Regions from separate parts of the Sus scrofa genome. Here regions 2, 3, 4 and 5 are each linked to region 1. A link is a contact called in public Hi-C and promoter capture Hi-C data. All regions are on one chromosome and are shown on one strand. The core of a region is the stretch at or near the end of the contact, and the rest is flanking DNA. Distances in the headings are between cores, read along the strand shown.

Evidence for each region. Promoter capture Hi-C pulls out the DNA fragments that hold promoters and counts their contacts. A called contact is a pair of places that touch in the nucleus more often than the background predicts.
Region 2: a promoter capture Hi-C map of fetal liver shows a contact between it and region 1, with 5 times the contacts expected there. The contact joins the promoter of ZNF782 here to the promoter of ZNF367 in region 1. A contact is called at or near these places in 3 of 5 promoter capture datasets (fetal liver, fetal skeletal muscle and liver) and 1 of 47 Hi-C or Micro-C datasets (liver).
Region 3: a promoter capture Hi-C map of fetal liver shows a contact between it and region 1, with 5 times the contacts expected there. The contact joins the promoter of AAED1 here to the promoter of ZNF367 in region 1. A contact is called at or near these places in 2 of 5 promoter capture datasets (fetal liver and liver) and 3 of 47 Hi-C or Micro-C datasets (embryonic fibroblasts, heart right ventricle and liver).
Region 4: a promoter capture Hi-C map of fetal liver shows a contact between it and region 1, with 3 times the contacts expected there. The contact joins the promoter of CTSV here to the promoter of ZNF367 in region 1. A contact is called at or near these places in 1 of 5 promoter capture datasets (fetal liver) and 6 of 47 Hi-C or Micro-C datasets (embryonic fibroblasts, heart right ventricle, liver and 3 more).
Region 5: a contact with region 1 is called in a Hi-C map of liver, with 4 times the contacts expected there. The contact joins the enhancer-like site here to the promoter of ZNF367 in region 1. A contact is called at or near these places in 4 of 47 Hi-C or Micro-C datasets (embryonic fibroblasts, heart right ventricle, liver and 1 more).

Annotation. Positions count from the first base shown.
Region 1 is chr10:25,706,114-25,709,107 of Sscrofa11.1, reverse strand. ZNF367 (zinc finger protein 367) reads right to left here and starts at 1,397. Exons shown (of 5, transcript XM_021064593.1): 1 at 603-1,397. The coding sequence starts at 1,010.
Region 2 is chr10:25,282,138-25,285,355 of Sscrofa11.1, reverse strand. It overlaps ZNF782 (zinc finger protein 782), which reads right to left and starts at 1,394. Exons shown (of 6, transcript XM_021064572.1): 1 at 1,265-1,394; 2 at 1-10.
Region 3 is chr10:25,426,794-25,430,237 of Sscrofa11.1, reverse strand. It overlaps AAED1 (thioredoxin-like protein AAED1), which reads right to left and starts at 2,107. Exons shown (of 6, transcript XM_003130856.4): 1 at 1,833-2,107; 2 at 1,301-1,369. The coding sequence starts at 2,030.
Region 4 is chr10:25,200,509-25,203,816 of Sscrofa11.1, reverse strand. CTSV (cathepsin V) reads right to left here and starts at 1,420. Exons shown (of 8, transcript NM_213892.1): 1 at 1,354-1,420; 2 at 49-185. The coding sequence starts at 174.
Region 5 is chr10:25,404,759-25,407,912 of Sscrofa11.1, reverse strand. No RefSeq gene overlaps it. Among named protein-coding and RNA genes, the nearest start is that of AAED1, 22 kb to the left of the region's middle. Within about 2 kb of position 1,347, at least 49 of the 83 cell types and tissues checked have an H3K27ac peak or open chromatin away from gene starts, as enhancers often do. A contact at or near this core is called in embryonic fibroblasts, liver and skeletal muscle, where this site is marked.

The DNA.
Region 1 (2,994 bases), core at 148-2,647:
TCCACTGCGTGCTCTCAGAACCTAGCAAAGTTGTACGCTGGATGCATGAAACAACACAGCGAGGGCTCAATTCCCGCTGGGGAGGAATCCCCTAAATCCCCTCTTTTTCTTCGGCCATCTCAGCAAAGCATCTTTAGCAGGGTCGGGGTATCTGCGGTGATGAAGCAGAAACTGGGCAACCTGTCCCTTCCCTCACCCAGAGGAACAGTTCAAGGCCCGCGGCCCTTCTCTCCCACTTCCGCCAGAGCGGACCAAGCGGACTGCCGTACTACTGGCAGAGCCACTTGGCCGCGTTACTCCGCGACCCCAGGCCGCGCGCCAACCCAGTGCACCAGCGGACCAGTGGCTTCGGGTCTACTGGGCCTCCCCACCCCCTCTGGCCGGTGTCATGTGACTGAAGCCCCGCCCCCAGGAGCAATTTTTTGGCGCGCGGCAGTGACGTCAGCGTCCTGTCACCCGCCCCCGCCCCGCCGCCGCGGAGCAACCTCGCGTTTTAAACTCGGCCCCGCCCCACCCGCCGAGTCCGCGGGCGCTGCCGGCTGTCCGGCCGCGCCGTTAACGGGCCCTCGCCGCCCCGCGCCCCGCCAGCCGGTGCCGCTTACCTTGAGGTGGCCACTGTCCGGGCTGCTCGCTTCCTCCTCGTCCTCACCTCCCGAGGCGGCGGCGGCCGAGGGGGTGGGCAGGGGCGCGCCCCGGCCCCGAAGCCCCGAGTGCTCGGCGACCGCAGGCAGGGCAGCCGAGGCGGCGCCCCCGGCAGCCCCGGGGCTGAGCGTCACGTTGTGCGCGTTCTCACCCCAGCGCCACGGGTACACCATGAAGTCGCTGAAGCCAGGGCTGGTGGGGATGAGAGGCGGCGGCGGCTCCGGCTCCCCTCCGCCGCCGCATGTGGGCTTGATCGGGGTCGTCCTAATGACCGACACCAGCACCCGCTTCGGGGAGTCCTGGCAGAAGATGACGGGCGGCGGCTGCGGCGGGTTGTCCGCCATTGGCGCCTCCACACCCCGGATCATTGCCCGACCCGGATCCGCAGCCCCAGCGGCCGTGGGCCACACTCCCTGAGCTCGGGTCTGGCCCTTCGCTCCGCTAGCCCGCGCTGCTCCGAGTTGCCGGCTCTCAGTCCCGCCGGCTCATGGCAGGCGGACGTTTCCTGGAACCTTCCTGCGCCGCGGCCAACGAAAGAGCGGAACGGCTCGGTTGGCACCAGGCGGCCGGAGCTGGACCCCAACCCTGGGTCAGGCCGGTCCTCCGCTCTTCGTACCCCAACGCAGGCTGCAGCCGCGGGAAGCAGCAGGCGGCCCGCGTTGCGATGACAGGAAAGCAGGACGCGAGGCGCTGAGCCCCCGAAAATAACAACCTGCCGCCGGGGTCCCTGCTCCAGTTTTTCCCGCGTTACATTTCGCGCCTGGGCGGGGCCAATCACCGCGAAGCCTCTGCCCGCTGGTCGCGGCGGAGAGTGACAGGTCGCTCGAGCCAATGGCCGGGCCTGGACCCCTTTCCAGCCAGAGCGGGGTGGAGCCGGATCTGTGCGCGGGTCCTTTCTGCCACGCCATTGGTCGCCGCTCTTGTATTTTTTTTCTGCCAAAAGGGCCAACAAGCGTTCGAAGCTCCGCGGGAGCGCGCGACGTCTGAACTTGCCAGGACACACCCTCCAGGGTCCCGCCCCGCCAGTCCTCGGAGCGGGTCGTCGAGGTGGGAGGTGCGGGGCCATGGGCGGGGGCGGGCGTCAGGAGTGTTGCCGATTGGAGAGGTGTCGGCGAGGGGCGGAGACAGGGGCGGTCGTTGGCCCGCAGGGGCGCGCGTTCACCGGCCCCACCCGCTGGTGGCTGTTGGTCAGCGGTTCCCGCGCGGCTGGGAATTTAAAGGGCTGGGGCCCAGGCAGCCCGCCCCGCCCCCGGCTCCCGCCACCCGCTTCTGGGGCATCGAGGCCTTCCTCCTGCAATTTCTAGTGGACACCCAGAGGTGCCGACTTTCTTAATGGCTCCCGTCTGCCCAGCTCTTGGGCTCGCTGTGAATTGACCCTCTCCGCACCCTCGATTCGCCCCGAGGCTGAAGCGGTCATCGGTCCCAGCCTTCGGCTTCCCGGACCTCGGTTTCCCAACTGTGCAAAATGGGGTAGTTAGGGAAGTCGTCTCTGAGGTCCCCGAGTGCTGCTCGCCGCTCAGAGGGGACACGAACGCAGGCGTGTGTGTGTGTGTCCGTGGTCACCCCCGGCACAGATACCCGAAAGACCCCGAGGACTCCCCGTCCCCGCGCCGTGGTTCCTCACCCAGTCTGGGGCGCACCTTCATCCCCGAATCTGCAAGGGCGTGGAGATGTGAGTGCCCGGAGGACCTCACCCCACATTGAAAGGACCTTGAACAAGCCGGCGAATCCAGCTCTGACAGTCACCCACCGAGGGCCAGCGTGGGGCTCGGAAGCACAGCACAGCAGACGATGGGGCAAATGGCATGCCCAGCCTCACATTCACTAGAAATGTGAAAGAAGTGACTGTGCCTTGTTTTTTACTGTATTGCCAGGGCCTAGTCTGACACATGGCAGGCCTTCAATAAATATTTGTTGAATAAGTCAATGAATATCCAGTATTTAAGTGTTAGAATTGGTGATTAAGAGCAGAATATTTCTCTCTCGCTCTCCCCTTTCCCCCTTCCTCTCTACCCCTCTCTCCCTTCCCCCTCTTTATCAAATACACACACTCAGCTATGCCACAACTGTTTAAAAACAAACTTAACTTGTATAAACAAGTGTGCTTTTTTTCACGTTAAAAAAAAAAAGATGGAAAGGAATTCTCTTGTGGCGCAGGGGGTTAAGGATCCCGCGTTGTCACTGCAGCGGCTTGGGACGCTGCTGTGGCACCGGTGAGATCCCTGGCTCAGGAACTTCCACATGCCAGGGGCGTGGCAAAAAAAAAAAAAAAAGTGGAGAAAAACAAATACACATTTTTGTTTTTATGTGTACAAAATATCTCTAGCAAGATACACAAGAATTGTAACAAGT
Region 2 (3,218 bases), core at 145-2,644, 420 kb after region 1:
TTCACGGTAACTGGAACATGGATCCAAGAAAAAAATTCATTTTAGGAGTAAAAGTCTAACTCTCGGAATTCATTATAATATCAGACTTAAAAGAGAGCCTGACCATGCAGAAGGGGCCTGGGACCTCTGACCCAAGTGACTTGAAGAGACACTAGAAGTCCCAGAATACATTTGACACATGGTTGGAATCCATCTACATTCACGTTCCTTCATATTTCTGGAAATTGGGGACAGGCCACTTTGCTAAGTGCTGTTAAGGCTACAATGATGGTTTTGGGCAGGTGTGATACTGAGACAAAGCCTGAGGCTGTAAGTAAACCGCACACATGCCCTTGCATCCAAACTCCCTCACTGCTGGCTTGTGACCTGAGCATCGTTCCACCAATCTGTGCCTCGGTATTTGTTAATGTGGTTGTGTGGGTTACATAAAGCCATCAAATGAAAAGAATAAAGTGTCTTCCAACTACAATAGCAGTTGTCACTTACCCAGTGCTCAGTATCTGGCATTTGTCTAAATAATTTACAAGTGATGCCTCTGATCTATGCTATAAAACAGTCATCATTAATACCATTTTCACTCGAGAAACTGTACTCTTATCCAGGTTCTGTCACCCTGCGTACAGGTGACAGGGGGAATTTACCAAGGCCCTTCTGGATCCAGAGCTGGGGCTCTCATCACAGAGGCCAGGACCACCCTCAGTACCATAAATGCAATTATTTCCCCCCTGCTGCTGACATGGGCTTTTTTTCCCTGTAAGGCTGCAGGCGAGGCTGGGCACACGGTCCCCACACCCCCAGGCCTACAATGAGCATCTGCTTTTTTTTTTTTTTGGTATTTTTAGGGCCGCACCTACGGCATTTGTAAGTTCCCAAGCTAGGGGTCCAATCGGAGTTTAGCTGTCCTACACCACAACCACAGCAGCCGGATGCAAGCCACTGCTCCGACCTACACCACAGCTTGGGGCAAGGCTGGATGCTTAATCCACTGAGTAGGCCAGGGATCGAACCCATGTCCTCATGGCTACTAGTCGGGTTCCTTACCGCTGAGCCACCAAGGGAACTCCTGAACATCTGCTCTTAACCGGATCAGCCTGACCTGCGCCCCAGGAGCAGCGGGCAGGGGTACCCCGCTACCAGCCTTCCAACAGGCAGAGGGCCTGCTGGGGCTCATACACTAGCGCTCATTGGAGGGAGTCCCAAAGACTTTCCGTTCCCATCCTTAGGCACAAATGCACCCCTCCTAGCTAGTCACCCGCACTCTCACCCCAGGTGCGCCTCCTTCGAGCAGACCCCCCAGGTTCCCAAACCGCTTCCCGGAGCCCAGAGAAGACGAGTGAGGTGACGGGACTACTGCTGCGCACGCGCAAAAGAAGCCTAGCCTCTCCTTCCCAGAGTGCCGCGAGGTAAAACAGACTGATTCGAGACTACATTTCCCATACACCTCCGCGTCCGCTCTGGAGGTCGCTACTTTGGCATTTGCGCAGTTTAGAAAGCTGAAGGGGTCAGTCTAGAAAGTGCTGTCTCCTGCCCAGGATCTCAACAACCTGGAAGAGAACGGGTTAAACTTGAGCTTAACTGCCAGATGCAAAGTGTGGTCCTCTATTGACTCCCGATTGAAATAGCAGTTTTGTTTGTTTGTTTTTTGATAAGTGGTTTGGAAGCAGTTGGGGAAACTTGAATATGTATTGGATTTTGAAAATATTAAAATTACCAATACTTAGGTAAAGTGTGATAGAATTTTGGAGTTATGTAGGAAAATTGATTTTGCAAGAAAAAAAATGGCAGGGCGATTGAAATTAAATAGCTGTAAAATTATAATTTTATTATTTTTCATGTGGGGCTTGTACCCTGTTTCTAAGCAGCCAACAGCACCATTAACCCCTAAGCCCCGTACTGGATGCCTAGAATCCAGTGTGGAGGTTCTCTTGGGGGTGGGGTGGGGTTTCAGGACAGTGCTGCAGCTGTAACTGTATACAGGGAATCTGTTGGATTTATGCATAAACATTATTTCCTAGTGATTGCTGTATGTTATAAATAGCAAATAATTGTTTAAAATTGCTGTTTATTATAAAATTAAACTAACAAAAAATAGAAAAGTTAAATATAATAACCACCTGTAATATCTGATTACACCTTTCCACATTTCCTATGTAAATATATTCATACCCACTGGTATAGTCACAAATGTGAAACTTTCTTTACAAGCTATTTTTCAAACAAAAATTTAAACTTTTTTTATCTCAAAAAAACCACATGGTTTCCAGCTGAATTCTTTTATTGTTTCAACAAATGTTGTTGATTAAATTCCATTGATCTTGGATTTCTGTGCACATAAGTTTGTTTGCTTTTTGCTGACATTATCCTTTGTCATTAATGAATTATAAATAAGCACAAAAATGCTGGTCAAATTGTATTAAATCAATATTACATATATGTATATGTATGTATTTTTGCTTTTTTAGGGCTGCACCCAGTGGCATATGGAAGTTCCCAGCCTAGGGGTCGAGTCAGAGCTACAGCTGCTTGCCTTTGCCACCCACAGAAACAGTAGATCCAAGTCGCATCTGCAACCTATACCACAGCTCATCCGGATCCCTGACTCACGGAACTAGGCCAAGGATCAAACCTCATGGATAGTAGTTGGATTCATTTCCACTGAGCCACAATGGGAACTCCAAAATCAATATTATATTAAATCAATCATAATAGACTTTAACATAAAGATCACCCATGGATAGAAAATTATCACTTCATGAAACAAACATTTATTGAAGATTTACTATGCAACAGACATCTTTCTAGATGTTATGAAAGCAATATTAAATAAAAGATATTAAATTTCCTATCCTTATGGGGTTTATGATCCAGGTTGTTGTCAGGGTTACCTCAAGAAACAGGTGTCATTTGTCAAGAAACAAAGGGAAACTTGAGTCTAATAAATGTGTCTCCAAAAAATGTTGGGTAGGAGTTTCTACTGAGGCACAACAGGATTGTTGGCATCTCTGCAGCCACCAGGACTAAAGTTCAATCCCTGGCTGGGCACAGTGGGTTACGGGATCTGGCAGTGGCATTGCTGCAGGTGCAGCATAGGTTGCAATTGTGGCTGGGATCTGATCCTTGGTCTGGGAACTCCATATGCCTGGGGTGAACAAAAAAAAAAAAAAGAAAAATTGGGTAGGGTTGGTCAAACATCCTATAACTGATGATGATAAGGAACC
Region 3 (3,444 bases), core at 858-3,357, 280 kb after region 1:
TAGGCTTCTAGAAGAATGGTATAAACATCAAAATTGTGTGAGTCAAAGTAAAGAAGTGTATACTAAAATGCTCAGATGACTCTTTGCTAAGTAAGAATTGCAAAATAATATAGTCAGTACTTCTCTACACTTTCCCCAAAGGTGTACATTAAACAACAATAAAAACAATAAAAGGAAGGTTAATCAGCAATTTCATTCTTTCACATTTCAATTGATAAGATCGGATAAAAATGTATCTTAGGTTTACAAAAGCTACCCAACCCCTTCACTCAAAAGCTCAGGGAAATGAATCTGACTAGTATCCATGAGGACCAGGTTCCATCCCTGGCTTTGCTCAGTGGGTTAGGGATCTAGCATTGCCATGAGCTGTGGCGTAGGTGGCAGATGCGGCTCAGATCCAGCATTGCTGTGGCTGTGGCATAGGCCAGCAGCTACAGCTCCGATTTGACCCCTAGCTTGGGAACCTCCTCATGCCCTAGGTGAGGCCTTAAAAAGACAAAAAAAAAACCCTCATCTGGGGACAAATTTTTATATGCCTGAAGAAATACACATGCGTGTGGTTGTCATAGGGATGTGGAATGTGCATTCCATTAACAATACAAAAGTTTACCTTTAAGATATACTAGTATTTTCCTATAATGAACAATTATTTGGAGTGTTTTTTTTGTTTGTTTGTTTTTTTTTGTCTTTTTGCTATTTCTTTGGGCCGCTCCCGCGGCATATGGAGGTTCCCAGGCTAGGGGTCCAATCGGAGCTGGAGCCACTGGCCTACGCCAGAGCCACAGCAACGTGGGATCTGAGCCCCGTCTGCAACCTACACCACAGCTCACGGCAACGCCAGATCGTTAACCCACTGAGCAAGGGCAGGGACCGAACCCGCAACCTCATGGTTCCTAGTCGGATTTGTTAACCACTGCGCCACGACAGGAACTCCCCTGGAGTGTTATTTATTGCAAAAATAAAGGGAAGGAAACAGCAATAATTTCTAACATTTGGTTTTGGTCATCAATCAACTTTTAAGAACAGCAAGTTATTAAATAACATCAAAAGTATTATTATGGATAATATGTTTATAATCAGGCAGGAATGAAACGGCCCGAAACAGATTTCTAACGCGTCTGACCCCCTTTTAGAGGCGTTGGAGAGATGTGTGGAATGGCAATAGTCTGGGTTTGTGTCTGCGAAGGAGAGGAGGCGCGTTCCTCTCACCTCATCCCATTGCAGTCCTCATAAATGACAGATGACTTTCGCAAGGCTGCCCTGAAGCGGGCACGCGGCTGTTCAAGCTTAGGAAACTTACTTGTAAGAAACTCTTGGGGATTTTGGCCAGATCTTCTACGTATTCCTTGCAGATGTAACACAGGAAATGCTGAAATCCCAACATGGGCAAAAAAGGACAAGTTAGCAACTAACAACTTCAGAATCCACAAAGGACCAAGTACTTTATTGTGCGTGACACTACTTCACGCAACACCCATGCAGGTAGAAAAAGATGTCAGAGGAAAAAAAAAAAAAAGTCTGAAGCGCCCGAAAGTGCACTGAAATTAGGCCGCACCCGGTCCCTGCTAGGCCTCCTCGCTTGCTGAGAAAATGGCCTTGGCTTGGCGGGCTGCTTTTCTATTCCCGTTCAAGGAAGCAAGAGGAGCAGTTCGCATTCCAGAAGCCTCTAGTGGATGATCACGGGAAGGGCCAGGCCCAGCAGTCTCCCCTCTCGGGCCCCGGACCCTTTGAGGGACCCGATGGACTTCCCCTAGCTGGGGCCGTGGAAGCAACCTCCGTCCCAGCCTGCGGGCGAGGTCCCAGCTCCGGGTTGTCTCGCCGCCCGCGCTCACCCGCACAAAGACCACGACAGCCCGTCGCTCTCGGAACAGCGAGCCGAACAGCACCCGCCTCCCGGAGGCGTCCAGCACGGGCATCTCGGCCACGGTGGCGGCCAGGGGCTGCCCACTCTCGGGGCCGCTTGGAATTGAGGCTGGAGCGGCGCGACCGCTGACTTGCCGCGTGACCGGAGCCACGAATGGCGAAGCCATCGTGCCCAGGAACTACCCGCCCGTAGGTCGCACCGGCTGGGGACAGTCTGTGAGCGGGATTGCAGCCAAACTAGGAGCAAGGGGCGGGGCACGGGGCAGGGGGCGGGGCACGGGGCAGGGGGCGGGGTGCATAGGCAGGGCGGGGCGGAACACTGCGCAGGGGCGGGGCACTGGGCAGGGGCGGAGCTGCGTCTGGTCCAGACCCGCCGCGGGGGACGAGTGTGGCACCTTGCCGGTGAGTCTCGGCTTGTACGCAGCTCAGGCGGTCGAGATGTTGCGGGAAAGTAGAGACCCGCTCTCGCGTTTTCTGACTCAGCCAACTCTTGGTAAGAAGAGAGAAAGAGGAGGGTCTGAGCCCAGAAGGGAAGAAAGCAGCTCACTCCGTAGCTGCATCAGCCGAAGTTAGTTTTTATCTGTTCAAGACAGCTAGTGCCCAAGGACATGCCGTGATGGGATAGATTTTTTTCCATCTAGTACGTTTTTAACCCTCTCCTTTTTCAGCTCTCTTACTTTTTTTTTTTAAGATATTATTACCATACGGTGTCGTGCAGATCTTAAGGGTGGAATTATTTTTTTTTATTTTTTATTTTTTTTGCTTTTTGTCTTTTCTAGGGCTGCACCCGTGGCATATGGAGATTCCCAGGCCAGGGGTCTAATTGGAGCTGCAGCTGCCGGCCTACGCCACAGCCACAGCAACGCAGGATCCGAGCGGTGTCTGTGACCTACACCACAGCTCACGGCAACACCAGATCCTTAACCCACTGAGCGAGGCCAGGGATCGAACCCTCAACCTCATGATTCCCAGTTGAATTCGTTAACCACTGAGCCACGACGGGAACTCCCACATTTTTTAAATTAAATTTTTAAATTTAATAATTTGCCAACATTTTATCATGGAAAATTTTAAACCTGCCCAAAAAGGTGAAAGATTTTTCCAGTGAACACTCTTATATCCACTACCTAGATTCTACTGTTAACATTTTACTCTATCACAACCTATGCATCAATCCGATTAGGTGAGTTTTACCTTATTATCCATCTGTTATCCACAACCCTATAAAAATATGGAACATTGCTGTCGCTTGAAAAAATTCCCCCGGCTCTATTTCTTAAGAGCTGATATAATAAACCTATTTATAAATGTTTTAGGCATTTCAGGAGTCCATGCCCTTTTTTCAGACTTGTTTTGCTATAGCTATTTACCAGGCCCCTCAAATGAGATGTGCCTCTGTGTGTGTGTGTGTGTGTGTGTGTGTGTGTGTGTGTATGTAAATGGTGGATTGTGAGGGATGAAGAAAATGGAATTAAATGGCTTGGAGTTCCCAAGTGGTGCAGTGGGTTGAGGATCTGGCACTGTCACTGCTGTGGCTTCTGGTGTCGCTGCTGTGCTTCTGTTTGATCCTTGGCTAGGGGA
Region 4 (3,308 bases), core at 171-2,670, 510 kb after region 1:
CAAAAGCATGAACTATTCTCGGTGGGCTCCCTTTTACATGTTACCAACCATGCCATAGAGTCTCCCGTGTGTTGCCTTCCACTTGTACCAGTCTGCATCTAAATTTTGATCAAGTTTTGGAGCAGCTGAGGCTATTCCCAAGCAAAGGGCGGTCAGGAAGAGTGAAGGTTTCATGTTTCAAAAACCTAGGGAAGGAAAAGAAATTAGTATTTGATGAGATCAATCCTTTAAAAAAGCTGTCCTACTTTCTCTTGAGATATTATAGAGCCACTATGTTGGAGTAAAACATTTAAATGATCTTCTCAAATATTTATGGAAGGTCTGTGGAAGAAGGCTAAGGATATCAGGGGAGAATAACCAGGTCCAAGACTTACAAAGTATAGGTATTTAATTCTGCCATCAAAAGGAAAAATTGGCTAACAAATGCTATAGGAACTGAAAGAGACTTCACTATGAGTACAACGATAATTTTTAGGTTTTGATAAGGGTTTCTGGTGTACCTTATGGGTCGGAATTTTAAGGTAAAAACTAAGAAATCATTGATCCATGTTATTTACTGAAGGTACCAAGGTGACCCAGGAATTTTATTTATTAGGATGCCTGATCCTAAGTAGGGGCCTGGTCCCCAAGAGTTTCCTCCGAACTCACGTAAGGCAGGGGTGAGATATGCCATTGAATCTGCTCTATTTTATTTGAAACCTTTTTTGGAAGGCCTTCCCAGTCTCCTCCCTTCCCAGGAGAATGCGGGCAGAGAATGTGCCCAGCGCTCCACCGTGCCTATCCTTGTCGTATGTAGCCCCCACCCCCTCCCTCGCCCCCAAACCCAGCGATCCTGTGGCAGACGGAACTCAGAGCACCCAGTATGGCCCGTCGGAACAGGGCCAGACTCACCCGGGGCTCAGAGAACCCGGCTGAGCCCGCAAGCCTGCTACAGGAGGGGCCAGGCCAGAGGCGTGCCGCCCTGCTCCCAGCCCTCCGCACACGCCCGCCACTTCCAGAAAATGTTTACTCATACAGGGAGCGACGGGCCCTACAGCCCAGCATTCGGGGGGGCGGGGGGGACAGACTGCCGCGACCAACACAGACTTGCGCCCATCTCCTCCCCGAGGCTGACCGGCCTAGGGACCCTCGGGTGGTCTCAGCTCCGCCCTGGATTTCCCCAAATCGCCCTTCCCCCTTCCCCACCCCAAGGCTGCCAAAGCTCGAGGCAGCGCCGACCCAGCCTCATCAACTTGAGGCGGGCAGACGATGGCGTTCCCGGGAGTCGCGCCTGCCCCCTCTCCGGAATCCCTGGATAGCCCCTCCTCCAGTCCCGGTTCTGTACCCGCCTCGGCCCCGAACTGGGTCGCTGACCTGCGGCTTCCACCGCTACGCAGGCGCACTCCACGGACGTACGTATCTCTCCTAAGTTGGCGGTGGCTCGAGGTTCTGGCCGGGTCGCGCCTGACTCAGCCTTTAAGACCCGGGGTTGCGGCCCGCCCGGCCCCGCCCCCACCGCCTGCCTGCGCCGCGATTGGCTGATCTGGCAAGTAGGCGGGGCCTCCGGGAGTGAGTACTCCCGGCGCGTGACGCCGCCGTGTCCCAACCTGTTCCAGGGGAGGCCTGGCTGCGTGCCTTTTGTCCTGAACCGAAGAGTAGAGCTGGGGGCCTCTGGGCAGCGCTGAGGAGTCGGTGGGGGTGTGTGTGTGTGGGGGGGGGCGGGGGGGATGTCCAGCGCCTCCCTAGGGATCCAGATCAACTAATTACCTCGAATTTGGCGCTCGTTCACGAAAAGACGCTTAAGAGGAACCCCCAAGTGGACTTTGAGCGTAACCCTGCGCTTCCTTTAGTCTTACAGTTTGGGGTGAAAATCTGCGGCGGGGCTGAGAACTGTCTAGTCTAGGGATTGCCGCTTCACAGCACAGGTGGGGCGGGGCGGAGGGGTGCTGAGCCCGCGGGATTGAGGAGAATCCAAGCGGAATTACAGTGTTTTAAAACACAAGAACGCGTTGATCGTGGCCCAAATCCCAGGAGGAGGGAAAGGGGACCTTCGCAGGGAAGTCGTGGCATTTTGCAATGCCCTGTTCCTGTCCTCCCCAGTGGGGGATTCTTCTCGCCTTTCAGTCCTTTCTCAAAACCAACAAAAACGAGTTATTTCCAGGAAAATTTGGCTTAATAAAAAGGGGAGACGAGTGTTTGAGAAAGGGCATAAACCGCATTTCTTCCCTCTGTATTTTGGATCATTAAGTCTTCCTTAGTATCCAAAGTGCTTCTCTTGAGATACAGGAAAGGTACATTTTTTTTTTTTTTAAAGTAGTTTAGTCACATTTAATGTCAGGGTTTAGATTTAACTGGCTTGAAGACATCTTTTAGATGGAGGAAAAACTAGAGCTAAAGATTTAAGGAGTTTAATCAGGAACTTTACTTTTTAAAGTTATGTAAGAAACATTCGTTATAGAAAATATGTTTTAGAAAATAAACACTCACTTCCCCTCCCCCATTAACTCTGTTCTAGGGATATTTATATAACAAAAAATAGAATCACAGTGCATGTCGATCTGTAAACTCTTAGTTAAAATTAAGTTGATAACTTTTGTAGAGGCACACATGAATAGTCTTTGTAAAAATCAACTTATTAAAATTCATATTTTATCCCCTTTGAAGTAGAATCTCTTTCCTCTCAAACACAACTAGGAGCATGAAATTCTCATGTGGTTACAAAAATACATTGTATTGCATATGGCTGGAGATTTTTTTTTTCTTCTTTTTTTTAGGATTAGTCATTGGCTGTCACACTTGGAAGTAAAGGAAGACCAACCACGTGGGAACAACTTGCTATGAGGAGGGTGAAGAAAAGCTTTATAAGGAAAAAACTGACTTTTCCATAAGCCCTGATTTGAAACTGTTATGAGGGAGCTGGAGGAGGGTTAACTAGAAATGGAACATCTTGTGTGATTGGTTTGGGGAGAATATTTGGATTTCTCTGGTTTGTCCTGCAAATGGAAGCAGAAATAAGAAGTTTGTAGCCATTCAGGAAGTCCTGTTTTGAGTTGGTTGCTGCAGAGATGCCTTTTGTAGGTCAGGGTTCTATTGTCATACAAAGTCTAGCCATTGTCCGTTTGTTTACTCAGTTTATCACAAAAAATCCAAGTTACTCTAGCACGTGGGTTTTACACTTGCCCTGGGTCACACCTCCTGAAGATTGCAGGTGGTGGAAAAACCTGTTATTTCATGAATGTCTGTAACTTGAGCAATAGTCTGACAGGAAACTGTGTGGCTGGTGCTACTTTGAAGAGCGGGAGCCCCTTCGTTTCTTAGAATGTGATACA
Region 5 (3,154 bases), core at 98-2,597, 300 kb after region 1:
GAAGTGAAAAATTCAAAAATGCAAAAGATTGGTCCATGAAATCCATATGGTTTGCTCCCTGGAACTTATTGAAATAAGGTTCCTATCCTCTCACAGAGAGCAGGAGGGAGACCCTAGCTTCATGTATTGGCTGGAGCAAACAACTTCTTTGGGGAGATCTGAGTTTTCTCAGACAGCTGTGTGTTTGTTTTGTTTTGTTTAGGACTTCACCTGTGGCATACAGGGTCAAATCAGAGCTACACCTGCTGGCCTACACCACAGCTCACAGCAAGGTCGGATCCCTTAACCCACTGAGGGGGCCAGGGACCGAACCTGAGTCCTCATGGATCCTAGCCAGGTTTGTTTCCACTGAGCCACAATGGGAACTCCTCAGGCAGCTGTTTTAAAGGAGCTAATGTGGAGTTCCCATCGTGGTGCAGTGGTTTAAAGAATCCGATTGGGAACCATGAGGTTGTGGGTTTGGTCCCTGGCCTTGCTCAGTGGGTTAAGGATCCTGCGTTGCTGTCACCCCTACTGGTTGCAGATGGGGCTCGGATCCCGCGTTGCTGTGGCTCTGGCATAGGCCGGCAGCAACAGCTCCAATTAGACTCCCGGCCTGGGAACCTACAAAAGCAAAAATAAAAAAAAATTTTCAAGCACTTAGAAAGTGGTGAAATATGCTTTTATCTGTACCCATTTCCTCAATGTAAAAAAATTTAACATTTTGCCATATTCACCTTGTCTAATCTTTTCCTGAAAATGCGTTAATTTACAAAGACATAATTTCAATCCTAAATACTTCACTATGTTTTCGTTTTGATTTCAATATCATTTTTATATTTAAGAGTGACCCAGTGCATAGTCAAACGTCCACGATTGTCTCCAGTGTCTTTGGCAGCTGCTGTTTTTTTTTTTTTCCAATCGGAATTTTTTTTTTCTTTTTTTGCTTTTTAGTGCCGCACCTGTGGCACATGGAGGTTCCCAGGCTAGGGGTCAAATCGGAGCTGGCAGGATCCGAGCCGCCTCTGGGACCTACACCCCAGCTCACTGTAATGCCCGATCCTTAACCGACTGAGCAAGGCTAGGGATCAAACCTGTGTCCTCATGGATGCTAGTCAGATTCCTTAACCGTTGAGCCAAGTGGGGAACTCCTCAATCAGGATTTGATCGAGGACCCTGTATTGTATTAGGCGATAAATTCCAAGTCTAACTCCTAAAGTTTGAGTAGTCTCAGGCAAAGACGGCAAATGAGAGGGTCCAAGCCTATATCCGAAAACGAAAACACCGCTAAGTCGCGGCTGGGACCAGCAGCGCAGCTTTTTGGGAAATGTAGTCTTGAGTGGAACTCGCTCCCTGGGCAGCACGGAGGGGAGAGGCATGTGGGGGGGAAACTCCATCTGCGCATGCGCAGATCTAGTTGCGCTTGCCAGGGTGCCCCGGTCTTCGCGTCCCCGGCTTGGAGTGCGTTTCTTAACCGCGAGTTCTGTGTGCTGCGGCAAGTTGGTTACTTGCAGTGAGAGCGCGAGGGTGGTATGGAATCTGGGGCTACCGGCATGGAAGGATGGGCTCATGTCTGGGGAGAAGGGACGGGAAGAGGCGCGAGTCCCTCAGGCGGGACTCTAAAGTGCGTGTGCCTCCCTCGACCTGTGAGGGGGGCCGCGGTCCTTTGGGCTCCAAGGGCCAAGGTGAGGCTGGGCTGCGTCAGGAGCGGGTGCTTGGAGAGGACCGTATGCCCCAACCCCTCTAGAGGAAAGTTCCTGGTGGAGACTAGAGGGCAAGATGCGTTTTTTTGTTTGTTTTGGTCTTTGCCGGGGCATATGGAAGTTCCTGGGCCAAGGCTGCAGTGACAATGCCAGATCCTTAACCCCCCGTGACTCAAGAGAACTCCCACCATGACTGTCCCAAAAAGCGGGGGGGCGGGGGGGTGGAGGGAAGGAGTATTCTCTAGTGAGACCCAGATTTCTGGAGCCAGAAAGACCCAGATAAATTCCAGCTCTGTCCCCTTTAGGTAGGGGTGACCGAAAGAACCCAGGGAAGAGTGGTTTCTTAGCTGGAAATAGTGGCAAATCTTCTGAGAGATAAGTTTCATCTGTAAGGTCAACTAAGCGATAACTGTTACACTGAGAAGCCATTTGTTTTATAATAAACCTCAGAACCACTTTGTTAGATCTGCATAACCTTTTTTTTTTTTTTTCCTTTTTACTCCTTGCCTGCTACATATGGAAGTTCCCAGGCTAGGGGTCGAATCAGAGCTGCACCTGCTGGCCTATACCACAGCCACGGTGACCCCAGATCCACGCAGCGTCTGTGATCCACTCCACGGTTCACAGCAAGGACTGGTTCTTAACCCACTGAAGGAGGCCAGGGATTGAACCCCTAATGTCCTGTTACTGGTCCAAAGCCAGGTAGAGGAGAGGTAGTTCATATTGATTCACTCTGAAAGACTATCCCAAATACAAATGCCCAAGTCAAGTTTGTTTCCTCCATTAGTTACATATGATGAATGTGTGATTATTTGGTTACTTATAATTCTTGTTTTGTTGGATCTTGGTTGACCAGTCTCATGAAATTGTCTGCATCTTGACTTAACAATTTTAACTCAGTGTAAATGACCTGAAAGTTTTCTAAATGATGTCAATTCAAAAGCATGTTTGTAAGATTTTTTTCACTGAAGTGTCAGTAGTTTGAAGTACTTGGTAGTGCCTCTTTTCTAAGGTTCTGAAATTGACTTTATGTTGATGACACTAGCTCTGGCCGCGGTTACAGCAGAGCTGCAGACAAGCATCAGTTTTAGAAATTATGGCTTTGGTTAAACTGTTGCTAATAATTTTGAAGTGGGAAAAGTCTGCTTGGGTTACTATTAAGAGAATGCACGGGCAAGGAAATTTGATTATTTCTATGATAGGAAAAATAAAGCCATTTATAAAGAAACTTTAGGCAAAATATCTGTAAGGACAAATAATTAGCCTATTTTCAAAGAAGTCGGTGAATGTGACATTTAACTCATTAAAATGCATGAACAAAATTATATATAGATGAAAATTCTTGGCATGTAACATAATCTTGAGACAATACACTGATAATATGCCATTAATGTACAAGAATATCAAGTAAAGAGAATCAGTAAGTTGGCAGTAGGGATTGGAGAATTGCCTTTTTATAAAACTCCATCAGT